Linked DNA regions of Gossypium hirsutum: region 1 is linked to region 2. A link is a contact called in public Hi-C data. All regions are on one chromosome and are shown on one strand. The core of a region is the stretch at or near the end of the contact, and the rest is flanking DNA. Distances in the headings are between cores, read along the strand shown. Region 1 holds the start of LOC107910729 (B3 domain-containing protein Os11g0197600). Region 2 has its middle 23 kb from the start of LOC107908097.

Evidence for each region. Hi-C and Micro-C count contacts between places; a contact is called where the count stands out from the background.
Region 1: a contact with region 2 is called in a Hi-C map of leaf, with 3 times the contacts expected there. The contact joins the promoter of LOC107910729 here to the enhancer-like site in region 2. A contact is called at or near these places in 9 of 34 Hi-C or Micro-C datasets (callus, fibers, hypocotyl and 2 more).

The regions. Positions count from the first base shown.
Region 1 is chrD02:20,516,017-20,519,933 of Gossypium_hirsutum_v2.1, forward strand. It overlaps LOC107910729 (B3 domain-containing protein Os11g0197600), which reads left to right and starts at 1,861. Exons shown (of 6, transcript XM_016838695.2): 1 at 1,861-2,073; 2 at 2,194-2,674; 3 at 3,022-3,197; 4 at 3,666-3,917. The coding sequence starts at 2,008.
Region 2 is chrD02:20,320,316-20,324,250 of Gossypium_hirsutum_v2.1, forward strand. No RefSeq gene overlaps it. Among protein-coding and RNA genes, the nearest start is that of LOC107908097, 23 kb to the right of the region's middle. Within about 2 kb of position 2,151, at least 3 of the 9 cell types and tissues checked have an H3K27ac peak or open chromatin away from gene starts, as enhancers often do. A contact at or near this core is called in hypocotyl and leaf, where this site is marked.

The DNA.
Region 1 (3,917 bases), core at 611-3,110, 200 kb after region 2:
CTAAATATTTGGTTTTGGGAATCAAACCCGTGATTGATCTGTTATGTCGGTGGCAGGCCATCAGGCTGGTCACGGGTTCGACTACCAAAATCAGGTATTTAGACTTTTTATTTAAAAAATAAAATAAATATTAATTTATGACTATTAAAAAATATATTTTTTCCTTTGACAGTATAAATAGTACAATATTTTAAAGACGAAATACATACAGATGCCATCGAATTGCCCAAGAGACACCAAAAATAATAGTTATTATTTTTTAAATACTAATCATTGACATAATGATGGTTGCCAGGTGAGGGTGGTGCCACCGATTACTCCAGTGACATTGTAGAATCACTGTTCTATCTGCCTATTTTTGTAAATAATAAGTAAGCAATCCCATTTCAATAAGTATTTTTTTATATTTTTTGAATAAAAAAAGTATAAATATATAATATCTTGTATTATATATAACGTTTTGGTTTTAAAAAATTAAGACACAACCATTTGCACTTTAAAAATATATTTAATTATAATTATAAAAATTAAATGAAAAAAAAGAGTGTACCACTTATAGTATATGTAATCTATGTATCTTGTTATATTATATATGATTTGTTAAAATAAATTTATAAATTTATTTTAAAAGTAATTAATTAAATATGTAAGTCTATTAAAAAATAATTTTAATTAATTAAATCCGTCACAAGTCTGTTACAAAATTTGTCATTATGTATAATAATTTCTGTTACAATGGGTTGTTGAGAGATAATCCCAAAATATTATGACCGTAATTGTGACAGAATATGATTCCTGTCACATTTTTTGTTAGAAATCCGTCGTTCTGAGTGGTTGCTTTTTACATGTGATTTTTGTTACTAATCCGTCACTAGTCAATCACTGATATGCTACAATAGTGATGAAAGGATTTATAAAGAGTTAACTTCTCGGTTGCCTCTTATACGAGAATTGATAACCGTAACAGTATAAGTTCCATGCCATGATACTAAAAATGAATGGATCTTGCATTGTCTGTATTCTTGAGTTAATCCTGTGGTGTAAGCCATTATAAACACCTCTAACTTGTAAGATTTTTTTTTGAATGAAAGCCATATTAATAAAATTTTATGATTAAAAAAATTAATAATAATTTATTTGACACTCTAATTTTATAGAAAAAAGTTTTTGATCTATTTTTTCATTATTTTTAGTTTTAAACTTGCGTTATTTGTCAAATTATCCTAAAATAGATGAAAATATTAGTATTTGCTAGCTTTGCTAATATGACATATACGTGGTTTATTATGTGGATGTCACATTATTAATTAATTAATCATTTAAAAATTTTAAAAAATAAAAATCATTTTAGAAAATTAAAATTATTAAAAAATTTAATTAATTGTTAATATAACATACATGTAACAATTCACGTACATGTCATGTAAGCAAAATTAACAAACACTAATATTTTTAGCTATTTTGGATAATTTGATAAATAATGTAAGTTTAATGGTTAAAGTAATATTTTTTTTAGACTTAGAAAAAAAAGTCAAACTATCACACTCCAATTATGGTTGATAGGGGTGAAAAACTTTTTTTTAAAAATATAGAAATTAAATTTGATCATTAATAAATTTACTAAAATTAAATTAATAAATCTACACATAAATAATTGGGCCTATACCTGGGGAATTTATAAAAATTGGGCCTTAACAACTATAGAAATTGCATAGGGTCGGATCCAAAGCTCGCTCACATCTGACATGGCAGGTTTCACTTAATAACAATCAGCTTCATTTCAACGCGCTGGTATGATTGATTGAAAGAAACTCGCTTTGATCAATGAGTCAAAAAGATACGTGTGACGCAACCGCATCCAACTCGGATAAGATAACAACCCAATCCAAACAACAGGTTTCTAAGAAAAATAAAAACAAAAACTCTCTTCCGCTTCAGAAGGTTCAAAATATGGGTCCGAATTAACATTGTCGATGAGTCTAAAGCATATCAAAGCCAGCAACAGCGATGTCAAAACTGAGGCGACCGCATTTTCTCAATGTCTTCTCCTCTACTTCAAGTGCTAACAGCCTGGTATTTTATCCCCTTCTTTTTTTCCTATTCAAATTAGGGTTTAGTGTAAATATTGTTATGAATTCCATTTTAGATTAGTTAGTTTTATTTACCTTCGAGTGATGGGTGATATTTTAACAGAGAATTCCAGTGGGATTTAATAGAAACTTGGAGGGAAGAGTTTCTGCGTCAGTTTTGTTAAAAGGACCAAGTGGGTATAGTTGGAATGTTAGATTAGTTCAAAGAAATGATGACTTATTATTTGATGAAGGATGGGCTGATTTCGTCGCAGACCATAGCCTAGAATGTGGTGATTTTTTGGTTTTTAGGTATGATGGTGACTTGGTTTTCGATGTCAAAGTGTTTGATCAAAGCAGTTGCGAGAAAGAAGTTGCTTTTCATTGTAAATGCAGTCAAGCTGGTAGCGTGTTTAATGGAATTTTGGGGCAGAAGAGATATAGGGAGGAGGAGGATGTTTCATTGGATCAAGATTGTGAAGAGTTGTTAAAGAGAATCAGACAGAGTTCTTCGGAGTCCGTTCGTGATGAAGAACATTGTGGGCGTGAGCTGATTCTTGCTACCACAAGTTGTCAAGGATTAACTTCCTGTGATGAAAATCATGGTAAAGAAATCAACCTCTCCCATTTGAGATTTGTATATGAATTGTTGTTTTATCATTGATTTGACAGTTTTCTATGATGTAAGAATAAAAACTTGTTTTAATAAACACTAAGTAAGAACTATGGTATCAATGTATGTGTATTCTTGTTTAGTTCTCATTATCTTATGTTAGCGTAGATACCACTTATTTGTGTTAAATTTGCTTTACGTAGAAACTCAATGTGAGAAATTTCATGCCTTTGTAATTGTGCATGCTTGTGGATGTTCATTCCGATTCTTATTGGAACTTCACTGGTTGTTTACATTACATAAATTCCACTTGACAGAGTCTCTGATCTCTTGAAACAGATGGAACCATCCTGAAAATAACTGGCAAAGAAGATGACTTGAACCTTCATGGCAGTGGCTGTATACAGATGATAGGAGAATTTGAAGAGAAGAAAGTGGCTCAGTCTTTTAACTCATGTTTCCCCTTTTTTGTAAGAATTATGAAAAGATTCAATGTCAGTGGCTCTTATACATTGGTAAGATGTTTCCTTCTCACTGTTTCGCCCTGGATTTTTGTGTTGGACATTGTTTGCAGCATGACATAAATTTGACCAAGCATCGTGCTATACGGCAAACATGTAGGGTATTAAATGACTCTACTTGCTAGAAACTTCTCTTAATCGCAATCCTTCTGCATTTGGAGCTTTTGAACAAGTTTCTTAACCTAGTGAGCATCGTGCTTTTAGCTCTGGCATCAGTTCGGAAAAAGTTCCTCCTACTTGTAAAGGGAAAAATGAGAAGAAAATAATGAACTTCCCTCATTTACATGTTCCAAATTCAGGGCTAGACAACCTTTTTAATAATTACATTTTTGCTTACTAATGGAAATTCTTCTAGCCATTACCTGCTGTCTTGAATCAACTAGTTAGGTCTTTTAGGATATATTATTTAGTCATTTTGAAAGCTGCTTATGTATTCAACTGCGTTTTAATTCTTTGTGACAGAATATTCCATATCAGTTTGCAATGGAACATCTTCCAAACTGCAAGACTGAGCTCGTGCTTCAGAATCTGAAAGGAGCTTGTTGGACAGTGAATTCTGTGCCTACAACAAGAGTGCATACAAGTCATACTTTATGTGGTGGATGGTTGAGCTTTGTCCGTAGTAATGAGATAAAGGCCGGAGACATTTGTATTTTTGAATTGGCGCACAAATTTGAATTCCGTGTGCATATTCTTCGGGTTGGACAGGAAGAC
Region 2 (3,935 bases), core at 901-3,400:
TTAGTTGTCATAACACGTAATATGATATATATTATAGTAATATAAATAAAAAAGATCATTTGTTTCCTTTTTGAAATGAGATTTAAACCATAAAACATTGTGTCATTCTTCTTCATTGAGTTTGACATAGTTAAACCCTAAACCCTAACCTATTTATCTAATAAATCAATTGGTGCATTGAAGAAATAAAAATATAACCCTACATTGTAATCAAAATGTATCAAACTGAGTTCAACGTTTTATACATAAATGAGTTCATGAATATTTTTTTAAAGATTAATTCAATCAAGAATATCTAAAAATTTTACTATACTTGTTACCTATTGGTGTCAAGTTTAGTTTAGTGTCATGTAGAAATTTTAATTAGAATTTTTAGAGTCAGTCTAGTATCAACTTAATACTTACTAAATGCAATGCCAGTAAGTGTCAAGTTGAAGCTAAAAACCAAGAACCCTATAAATTGAACCTTATTACTAAACCCTAACTCTAATTAAATGCATTGAACTTGATACCCATGGGTGTCAAATTAAATATTCTCTATTAAAGATTCTTTCAGTAGAGATTAATGATGGGGACACTATTTGATGTCAAGATAGTCTATTATACATACATCCAATGGCTGGTGAACATAATAATGCATTTTCCCTATAAATAAGCCCCAAAGCCTCATTCAGTTTACAATTGCATCAAATAGTTATAGTTTAGGTTTAGGAAAATGTGTTAAAGGTTGTCAATGCTTTAAAATAGTCGCCAAGTGAAAAAAAATTATTAAATACAAAACCCAAGGTTTTGGATTTTATTATTCAACATATTCATTGATATTTAACACCACCAATTCACTTTTATAAGGTTTAGGGAAAATAGGTTAAGGCTTTCCACTGAGGAAACATTTTATATGGGGTTTCATCCTCTGTAGAGGCACCTTTAAAAAAGTTGCCCACATTTAGGAAAAAAATTATCCAGTGACTTAGGTAGATGGGTCATGGGTATTAGTTTTACTAGTTGCACATGGTCACTAGGACTATCAAAAGTCACAAAGTAGTCAATGTTAGGGATCAAGGAAACAAATTAGGGCATTCTAGGCACCTAGGCTTTAGGTTTTTCAACTGTGGTGGCATGAACAATCTTTGACATAAATGAACGGTTATATTAACACTCAGATCAATCGATGAGGGTAGATAATCTTTGTGGAATTGACACTTCAGCTATAGGTCACTCTGAAATTGTACAACTATGGTGTTGATTCAATTAAGTACGGTGAATCATCAATCACTTTAGAAGCCAAAATGAAGGTCTAAGTTTAGATTGCTCTAAGGATTTTAGAAAATAGTTTATGTTTTTTTGTTGTGTAATGTTATGTTACTAACTAACTAGCTGCCTTAACGTGTAATGTGATATAAATTATGCTATTGTAAAAAAAATTCATGAATTTTATGTCTTAAAATGAATATTGATAAAACATATTTCTTATTTTTCTGATGTTTGATCTACCAAAACATTAAACCTTAAACAAAATGAATAAAAATTAATTATATAAAGTAAAAAAATCTAATCCATAAACCATAAATAAAATGAATTAAAATTAGTTAGGAAATTATAAAAAAATGATGAATTTGAATTACTTTAGTTTCTTGCGTCTTTTTTTTTCAAACAACAAATGTTTCGATTTTTCATTAAAATAGGAAATTTCAAATTCATTACACATACCTTAATCCCTATAAAGTGTAAAGAAATAACAAAAATTATTAATAAACGCTTGTTAGGTAGAATAAAAAATAATTTATTGTTTGGTAGGTGTATCAAATATTAATCCATTTTCTGGGTAAAGTCACGATCGATCTTCACATTTGCAAAGTAGATACCCTTGTTAGGTTTGAAAGTATAAGAAAAAATACATCTTCAGAAATAAAGCATTACTCTTGACCTCCTCCCAACTTCTAATCTGATGTATATGAGCTTATCCCAATTAGTATAGATATGGTTTATCATTGACCCTAAACCATTCTACACAAATCTCAAATGGAACAAAATTATAATCCTGGATAAATGTAGCCTATAAGATATGTTGAAAATGATTGGCCCAATTGATGACATTCTGGACATGTTTAATAGCCCAATTGTGCTTCGACTCCAAACCTAAATCCATATCATGATACCTATCCATGTCATTTGGATTTGTTAGAATTTCTTACACCACTTCTAATTGCCACAAAGACATATATAAATGGCGTGCACACATTAAAAACTTGACTATGCGCATGTGCGATTGGTGGTAGTAGGACATTAATTTTTACCACCTAGTACGCCTTCTACACAAACTCTAAAAATAAATAAAAAAATATATTTAAATTCAATTATGAGGTGATATTAATTATATTAAATAAATATATGATAACACATGAATTATCGAATTATTTAATTCAATATTAATAGATGCTTGTATTGTTATAATATCATCCTTCTAGTAAGTTATATGATAATGATGACTAGACCACCTATTAAAATAAAAAACTATTAGAACCGATATAAAATGATAAGAATGTTTAACCTTTTATAACATATGCTTTAAATTTTACTTTCTAGAGAAAAGGGAAACTGAGATTCTTTGGGGGCACATCTCCACTAAATCTATATAAGATCCATGTGGGCGCTCAGATTCATTGATTGCCATTCGTCCTAAGGTGTTTTATCCTAGGACATAACATCATCGTCGGTGACAGGGAGATCAAATCAGACTACCATGTCAATAGCCTTTTAACACGTAGTTGAACATGTCTCCCACTATAAAAGAGCCCATGCAAAGAACTCATAGACACTCATGTACACTTCTTCCTTAACCCAGAAAATATTCATACTAGAGAATCTTTCCATCTATCTCTTCTTCAGGTGGTCCTCCACACCAACCACCATCTTCCTCTACATGTTAATCCAACGATTAACAATATTGAAGTAGAAAAACCTGAAGTTTGATCTCCAACATTTAATATCTTATTTGATCAATTCTAATGTTATAATGTATTGTTGTAATATATTATACAATTTATATCATGTAAAAAATAAAATTATATAATATGTTAAATTATGCCATAAGTCCCTATACTCTTCATGATTTGTAATTTAGTCCATATATTTTTATTCCTAGGAATTTACACCCTATACTTTTCAAATTTCAAAATTCAAATCTAATTGTTAAAATTGTAAATTTTTTTTTGTTAAATTTATTGGTGTGGCCTTTTGAAATAATAAAAGTGCTAACTTGGTAGCAATGTAACTAAAAAAATGATGTCGTAATGAACCTAAATTTAACAAAATACTTGAAATTTGAAATTTGAAAGGTAGATGAATTAAATTCCTAGAAATAAAAGTATAGGACTAAATTCCAAATTTATGAAGTGTATAAGGACTTATGACATATTTTAATCTATATAATATTATAATATAAATATCAAAAAATATGTTATAACTATTTATATCTAAAATTTTGATAAAAAGAAGAAAAATGTATAAAATTATTAAATTAACACTATGTTTGGATAAATATAATTAAAGGATCCGACTAAGTCTTAGCTCAATTGACATTGACATTGTTGCCAATACAGGAAAATATGAGTTCAAGCACTCTAAAACACATTTATCCTCATATTTCAAGGTTGGGTAGGATGATGTAGTCGAAAACCAACTAAAAATTCAACTAAGGAAAGTGCACCTATCAATTAATAGTATAGCTACGATGAACACATATATCGTTCCCATGAAGACTAAAAATACTAGTAATTACTGTCTTTCTATTATTTAACCGACAAATTGGAGTGATTGATTAAAAACTAAAATTAACTAAAGAATAAGACAAAGAACAAATCGGGAAAATAATCTAGTAAACCTCTAAGAAGAAAGCAATATCCAAGAAAGAATCCACCTAGATTTCATCTGTCATT